2 separate regions of the Rattus norvegicus genome follow, and region 2 is linked to region 1. Evidence: chromatin contacts called from public Hi-C data. All regions are on one chromosome and are shown on one strand. The core of a region is the stretch at or near the end of the contact, and the rest is flanking DNA. Distances in the headings are between cores, read along the strand shown. Region 1 has its middle 40 kb from the start of Cxxc5. Region 2 overlaps Nrg2 (neuregulin 2).

What was found. Hi-C and Micro-C count contacts between places; a contact is called where the count stands out from the background.
Region 2: a contact with region 1 is called in a Hi-C map of liver, with 2.3 times the contacts expected there. The contact joins two enhancer-like sites.

What each region holds. Positions count from the first base shown.
Region 1 is chr18:27,687,058-27,690,933 of GRCr8, reverse strand. No RefSeq gene overlaps it. Among named protein-coding and RNA genes, the nearest start is that of Cxxc5, 40 kb to the left of the region's middle. Within about 2 kb of position 1,748, at least 57 of the 93 cell types and tissues checked have an H3K27ac peak or open chromatin away from gene starts, as enhancers often do. A contact at or near this core is called in liver, where this site is marked.
Region 2 is chr18:27,892,342-27,896,711 of GRCr8, reverse strand. Nrg2 (neuregulin 2) reads left to right here. Exons shown (of 10, transcript NM_001136151.2): 10 at 2,017-4,370. The coding sequence ends at 2,779. Among named protein-coding and RNA genes, the nearest start is that of Psd2, 55 kb to the right of the region's middle. Within about 2 kb of position 2,406, at least 78 of the 93 cell types and tissues checked have an H3K27ac peak or open chromatin away from gene starts, as enhancers often do. A contact at or near this core is called in liver, where this site is marked.

The DNA.
Region 1 (3,876 bases), core at 499-2,998:
TAGCCAACAATGACCTTGGGGGAAGCAGCCAGGACACCATGGGAAGGAGGCTGATCATTAGTGCTGGTGTTCCCATGCTGAACTGGCTGCACAGGTCACTAAAGCACCTCAAGAGGCCTCATGACCCTATCTGTTCCTGTGCCTCTATGACAGTAGCTTCAGCAATGCAGCGAGGTATCTAACCCTAAGGATAAACAAGGACGCCAGAAACCCTGCCACCTCAGGTAGATTGTTTCAAGCTAGTAGTGGGAGGTAATTCTGGACCTGAGAAGGCTGGAAGCAGGGATGTTTGGGGCCATCAAACTTTCACTATTGCAGATCTCTGGCATCCCCTTGGTAGTCTATCACCTCCAGGTGTTTGGTGTTGAGGCGCTTGCCCTTAGAGACTTTTCAGTTATTGTTTTGAGGCAGGATCTAGTCCCATTCTAGCCCTGGCTGATTTAAAATTGACTATGTAGACAAGGCTGGCTCTCAAACTCATGGTGTGATGCTTCTGCTTCTTCCTTCCAGGTTTTGGGACTATGGGTGAATGCTCCCCTAACTAGCCCCACTACTCTTTTGTCTACAATGTTGCTCCTGGCATCTACTTATTAGAGACCACTGATAATGGACCTAAATCCTAAAATGTCAGTAGTGTTGAGGCGTGATGAGGTGTGAGAAAGCCTGGAAGGAGGCAAGGGTATTTTCCAGCCCTACCACCACATGCATAGGGGCCACCAGTTCATCATTTCAGCAGTATAGGTAGAGGAAGCTGCCACTCCAGCTTCAAAGCCCCCTTGTGGCCACAGGGATGTGAACTGGCTGCCTGCTTACCTACCCACACACCAACCTCCAGTGCCCAGAAAGAGATTCTTCCATCCCAATGCCACGCAAACCCTATACTGCTTCACCCAAAGATGATTCTGGGCCTAAGGAAAAGGTTGGGTGAGGGTGGAAGGTGGACATACAACTGCCCTGCCCTGCCAAGCCCATCTCTTCCTGCCAGCCAGTTACCGGAGTCTGTGGCTGGCAGGAAGCTCTAAACAGGAAGCTCTAAACATGTACACGTACGTACACACACACACACACACACACACACACACCATCCCTTCTATTTAGGAGGTGGCCATGGTGGCTGAGCTCTTGTCTCCGGTTTCCTAGGGAGCTGTGGAGAAACAGCCCAGCCTCCGTGGGTCCATCTGTCAGGGAGGCTGTTCCGCCCCATCGATTGCTGTTCCCAAGGGGCTGTGTTGCTCGAGGGACCCAATGTGGCCGCCAGATAGGAGGGAACCACAAGAAGAGGCAAGGAGGGGGGCGGCTTGGCAGTAGGAAGAGCCAAGAGGGGCTGACACTGCAGAGAGAAGGGACAAGCATGAGAAATGTAGACAGTCAGGGGCAGTGCCGCAGCAGGCTGGCTGCAATGATCTCTGACGCCAGCTGGCACCCTTAGGACTCAGTTTTGCCTTTGGACACACCAAGTTCCCACTTGTAAAGACAACAACAGCTAACATTTATTGAGCAGCAACAATGTGCCTAGCATTGGGACCAGGCTTTACACATCCCTGCTTTCACTTGAGTGCCCGTGCAATGTAGGTGTGCTTTATTCTCGAGCGAGAGGTGAGAAGGAATCAGAGAGGCTGCGGCTGTCAGTCACACACACACAGGAACTGGAGCCTTCTCTGAGCGAGTCAGCTGGGCTCAGTGGTTGCGCCCAGATCCAGACCGACAGAGCCAGGTCGAAGGGGGAGGAGGTAGTCTTGCCTGGCCAGAAGCCCTGCCCGCCCTCCCAGGGAGCCGCCTCCTCCCCTGGGCTGCGTGACATCTGCCCCGCTTCCCGGCCCCAGACAGCTGCCCAAAGCCACGTCAGCACTTCCACCAGGGAGTCTGGAAACTGGCTCCGGCCCCTGAGAAGGAAGAAGGAGGAGGGCTGCGGTCTCTCCCCCCCCCCCAATACCACCCTCTCCCCCACTAAGGATGGCTTTTCAGAGGGGTGACCCCACTCAGCTGAGCAGGAATGGGGGTATATGACCTCAGTCTTTTGCAAGACCCAGTTTCCCCTGCTTAGGTGGGTATGTAGTGGGGGCCCTTTGGCATGGATACTAGTACATCCAGAGTGGATACAACATATATTCCCACGCAGCCCAGACACAGTTCCAGGGACACCCGGACAGCCTGCAACTCTCAAGACCTACTTGGGGCGTATGGTCATCTGGTGGAGATCCCAGAGGTGGGAAAGCAGAGTATGGAGATGGATGGATGGCCCAGCTCTGCAACTGGCCGGCTGGGGCCAGAGATAACCAGCGCCTCCCGGAAAATCATTAGCATCTGTTCGGGCCAGCAAAGTTGGCCTGCTGGCGCCTCTGCCTACCGGAACCAGCGGCTTGCAGCCCAGTCCCGTCGGTGCACAAGCCCATCTGGATTTAACTCAGGTGAGGACAACATGTATTTGTCCACTCACCTTGGGAGACAGGTATTCCAGCCAGCAAGCAGGGAACCGGGCTTGTGTTGTTAGGGGTGGGGGCTTCCTTTGCGAAGTAGGAGGTTCACTCCGCACTCTGAGTAATCCAGCCCGGTTCTTGGAGATGCCCGTGCTGGCGGCAGCCCAGGGAGTGTGTGGAAATGACACCGCCAGGGCGGCGGAGATCCCCCCCTCCTGACATTGGCTGGAAAGTGGAGCAGCTCGTCAGGGACAATCAATGGCGATCGATCGCTGCGCGGCGCAGGCGGCCAGCGCGCACACGGGGGGGGGGGGGGAGGGCGGGGGGGGCAGCCCGGCCAGCAGGGATAGGGGCATCCGTGAGTGAGGTCAAAAAACACAGACTGCAAAAGGGCATAGTTGGGTCGCATGGATATATAACTGTACAGAAAGGCACTACAAAGAAGGCAGACTCACCATACTAGTCTCTGACCCAAGTCACAACAGGGTTAAACGTTTGGTTTGCATGGACACAGGATGGAATCAGTCACATGTAAACTGCACCTTGATATAGCATATCATACTACCACACAAACAGATGCACCACACACAAGGTCCGCAGCACCACAACAAATGCCCTAACCCTATATTCACCCACGACTTGCCAGGATATAAAATTACACTGACTTACACTGACTGATAAAAAAACGGGAGAGTTAGTAAGTCTGGCTGCACAACAAGGCAAAAAGTCAGATAGCCATATTGTATGTCACACAGCCTCAAAGAATATGGTTAAGTTGGGACTACTGGCTACCACAATGGGCCCAAGAAAAAATAGAATACAACCGGGCCACCCATTTCTTCATAACTCCCACCATGAATACAACTTTTCATCATGTGGCATGTCCTCAATCCCCCCAGGAACACCAGAGACAAGCAAACTAGCTTTTTTCTCAAAGTTCTGTAACAGTACTATCAAGTGACTGCTCAGGCAGTAGGTAAGCCCAGACAGGAGGTAAACTTAACACAGGAGTCTTGGGTCACCATTAATGACTATGTGCCAGACAGCAGCAGTTCTCAGCCTGTGGGTCCAAACCCCTTTAGGAGTGGAACTACCCTTGTACAGACCAGTGGGAAAAGTAGATATCACATTATGATTCATGACAGCAAAACTAGTTATAAAACAGCAATAAAAATGACTGTATTTTGGAGATCACAATATGAAGAACTATATTAAAAAGGTCACAGTATTTAAAGGGTTGAGAACCACTATGCTAGTAAGTTATAGCTATACAATGGCTGATTACTTAGCATCACTCTAAATTTTAAGCTTAAGAGTTCCTCTCTGGGAACCTGACTTACCTTAGCAGCAAAACTACTTCTGTCATTACATCTGGGAAACACTTCTCAAATGTCACAAACTCAATTCACATGGCTATTTTCACCCACAAAGAAGCCACATTCTTACCCCAACCTCGCTA
Region 2 (4,370 bases), core at 1,157-3,656, 210 kb before region 1:
CATACACACACACACACACACACACACACACACACACACACAGACACACACAAGGTGACGAAGCCCCGTTCTTCCCTAACTCCACAGCAGGAATCCCAGGAGCTGGCCCCTTCCTGATCGGCTTTGTAGAGGCTGTTAGGTAAGCAAAGTCTGTGAGAGGAAAGCAGAGGAAGGCACACCACAGGCAAGACAGGCTCCAGGACAGCTCGGAGCAAATTCTACTTCTGACTCAACCAACTCTATGCCAAGACTGGGATGATCAAGCATGCAGAGATGGCCCTTCTGACTTACTCTACAGGAGCCACAACCTAGGGATAAACCACTGACACCTTCTGCAGTTTTCAAAAGTATTATAGACACCACACTAGGGCAGAGAAACCTGGTCCAAATACAGACTCCAAGATTTCCCCCTCTGAGTCCAGCTCCACTCTCTGAATGATCTGGGGTGGGTACTTCAAATTTGTCCCTTCTGTGTAGATAGGGGGAAACAATTTCTGCCGCACATGGGGCTGGAAAAGGCCCCAGGATAGTGCACAATGCTCTGCCTCACTCATACCTGTCTCTGTTGTCATCGGCACTAGATGGTGGGAAGAAATAGACAGGGAGATGGGGAAGGGATGCTTTCTAGGAGAAATACCTGAGCATGCTTACGAGAAACAGGATGGACTATGGGAGCAGTGGAGCTCAGCAGGCAGGCTGGGGACACAGAGATGGACCAAGAGGCCTTGCCTTCTGCTCACTTGGGAGGAAGAGCCTGGGTAGATAAATAGGAAGGCCTTCCTTAGCAGAGCTGTTTTGGTTGGTTGGCTGGCTGGTTGGTTGGTTAGTTGGTTGGTTGGTTGGTTGGTTGGTTGGTTGGTTGGTTGGTCTGGGGTGAAGGTAGGGGTATTTTGTTTTGTTTGCCCTGAGAATTTCCTAGAGTGAAAGTCAGACTCCAAGGTGGTGGCATGACCAGAGAATCTGTCTTCAGGAGACAGGGAGTGAGTAGGACTTAGTAGTTAACCTGATCTGCATGTGAGAAAGTGAAGTGGGGAGGGGGGAGTCAATGGACTCAGTAAGAAAAAAAAAGACTCTAAGCCAGTTCCAGAGAGCAGTCAAGCACCTGGCAGTGAAGTCTGAAAGAAAAGCATGTAGGAGAGTGATCCAGGTGCTCAAGTGGACAAGAGCGGAGGCTGATGGCTCATGGAGGTTGGGGGGAGGGGGACAAAAAGGATCATCAGAAGATATATTAGCAAAAGCAAATTTTTCAAGGAAGTAAGAGGAGTGGAGACAGTTGTTATCTTGGTATCTTTCAGCCCTGGCTTAAGATGCCTACATGGTGTCACTTCCCTGTGGCGGCCTTTGGCTACAATACAAAAAGGCATGTTTCCCTCACTCAAGCCAAGCCGGGGAATAAACTGTCCTTGCAAAAGCAGTGAGCTCAAATCCAGGAAGTCTCTGAACGGTGGCTAGTGTCCTGGAATAAGCATACTGGTTTCTGCCTAATCTGGACTCAAATCACAGGGACAGTCACCCAGGATTCACACTGGGAGGTATTAGCAAGAAACAGGCCTTCAAGGACCTAGGGATCATCGGCTCTAAGTAGAGACACCTAGTGGTGTCTAGGTGAAACAGGGAGAAAAGAGTTAGTTGATTCAGAAAGAATGGAACAGACCACATTTTGGTCATTTTGTCCTTGGCACTTAAAGTCTGAGTCCCTTTTTTCCTATAAGTTGTATAGCCTTCACCCTCAGGTGCTACAGAATAGATGAGACCACACCCCAAGCTGAGCGTGCCCCGGAGACATCCCTACTGTACTCCCCTAGTACATTTCTGAAATCCTCCAGCATCATATTGGAGTAAACACTCTAGTCATCTATGCTTAACAGACAGGAACAGGCTGGGAGGATCATGGAAACTAAACATGGTCAGAGTCACAGCCCCTCACTCTCATGGACAGAATCCTTTCTGGTTAGAATCTCTGGTGAACTGGCACTGCACCCTAATTCCCGACCCACGCCTCTGTCTCTCCCGCAGGTACGTGTCAGCCCTGACCACGCCCGCGCGCCTTTCGCCCGTGGACTTCCACTACTCGCTGGCCACCCAGGTGCCGACTTTCGAGATCACGTCGCCCAACTCTGCCCACGCCGTGTCGCTGCCACCCGCAGCGCCCATCAGCTACCGCCTAGCGGAGCAGCAGCCGCTCCTGCGGCACCCAGCGCCGCCCGGCCCGGGGCCAGGGCCCGGAGCGGACATGCAGCGCAGCTACGACAGCTACTACTACCCGGCGGCGGGGCCCGGGCCGCGGCGCGGCGCCTGCGCGCTGGGAGGCAGTTTGGGCAGCCTGCCCGCCAGCCCCTTCCGCATCCCGGAGGACGACGAGTACGAGACCACGCAGGAGTGCGCGCCCCCGCCACCGCCGCGGCCGCGCACGCGCGGCGCGTCCCGCAGGACGTCGGCGGGGCCGCGGCGCTGGCGGCGCTCCCGCCTCAACGGGTTGGCTGCGCAGCGCGCACGCGCAGCGCGGGACTCGCTGTCGTTGAGCAGCGGTTCGGGCTGCGGCTCGGCGTCGGCCTCGGACGACGATGCGGACGACGCGGACGGGGCGCTGGCGGCCGAGAGCACGCCTTTCCTCGGCCTGCGAGCGGCGCACGACGCGCTGCGCTCGGACTCGCCGCCGCTCTGCCCGGCGGCGGACAGCAGGACTTACTACTCCCTGGACAGCCACAGCACGCGCGCCAGCAGCAGACACAGCCGGGGGCCGCCCACGAGGGCAAAGCAGGACTCCGGGCCCCTCTAAGGCCTCCCGCCTCGCCCGCCTCACGTCTCCGAGGAGAGCGGAGACCACCGACTGGAGAGGGAAAAAGGAGCGAACAAAGAAATAAAAATATTTTTATTTTCTATAAAAGGAAAAAAGTATAACAAAATGTTTTATTTTCATTTTAGCAAAAAAAATTGTCTTATAATACTAGCTAACGGCAAAGACGTTTTTATAGGGAAACTATTTATATGTAACATCCTGATTTACAGCTTCGGAAAAAAAAAAGAAACAACAAAAAAAAAAAAGAGAGATGGGCCAATTTTTTTGACTCTTTAATAGAAACCTATATTGTGGTGCCTTTTGCTGTACGCTAATCTGGGGCTCCTGGAGAGCCGTCTGGGGTGCAGTGTGGGGATGGGCGCTTATAGGATCCCAAACTGGTGGGGGTGAGAAAAGGCAGGTAAAGAAGAGACTGTGAGGTTCTAATGGTTCTGAGGGTAATGAACAATGAGGAAGAAGATGAAGATAAGACGAAATTTTATCTTCCCCAGTCCAGATCTGGAGTCCTGAACAGAGAGGGCAGGGATCCTAGCCTTCGAGCTGGAATTGAGATGGGGTTATTTCCAGGAGGAGACACAGGCCTCCCGTTACAGCAACTAGAATGGGGAAGGTCCTCCCCAGCCCTCACAGCTGCTAAGGGAAAGAGGACAGAGAAGGCTGTCTCCCCACCAGCCCCCCCGCCTAGGGAGGGGGCAGCTCTACCAGGGGCCCAACCTTCATGGCTCCTCCTCCCCTGCGGCCTCCAGGATGTCCTCTGTCCTCTGCAGCACCTTCGTTTACAGGTCGTCTTTTCTATTTTACGCCTGCATGTCCTTCGCATTTCAGATTCTTTAGATTGAATGCATGGTCACGCTGGGACCCGGAAGAGCCACTCCAACAGTGTATTCGATTCCCCTTTTAGCAATAAAGTAACACCATATCCTCACAGCCCAGCTCCCAACCCACCTATGACTTTCATCTTCCAGTCCTGCCCTCCCCAGCCAGCCCTCACAACTGGATCCAATGCTAATTTGTCAAGAAAAAAAAAAAAAAAAAAAGAAAGGCAGTTGTCTAAAAAGCCAACAAAAATCCCGAACAGAAACAAATGGGAGCCCTGACATGTCCGAGCACCTGACTGTTGACACTTGAACATTTTTATATTATAAATAAAATCAGAAATAACTCCTGTTTGACTGTGTGTACCTAGCCCCAGGTGAGGAGGGAAGATAGAAGGAGGGCCTAGGATGAGGCATGTGGGTACTGGAAGAAAAATTGGATAGGGCCAAGGTAGTCCCCGAGCGGAAGTGACCCTCTCTCCAGTCCCTCTGGCCCCAGCTCCCAGGACCTGCTCCAAGTCTTCCTTCCAAATCATTTATAAGGTGTCCCCCTGGGTGCTAAGGAACCCAGCCAAGGGACTGACGCAAATCGTTCTGCTTTAAACTCAGCCTCAGAACTCTAGCCCAGTTCCTGCCCTGCAGCGGGAAGCTGGACTGAGGCAACAGTTTTCTGCCCAGGTGGGTGAAGAGGAAAGGGTTGTGGGGTTGGCACTGGGGCAGCGGAGGCAAAGATGACCCTTGGGGCTTCAGGCATG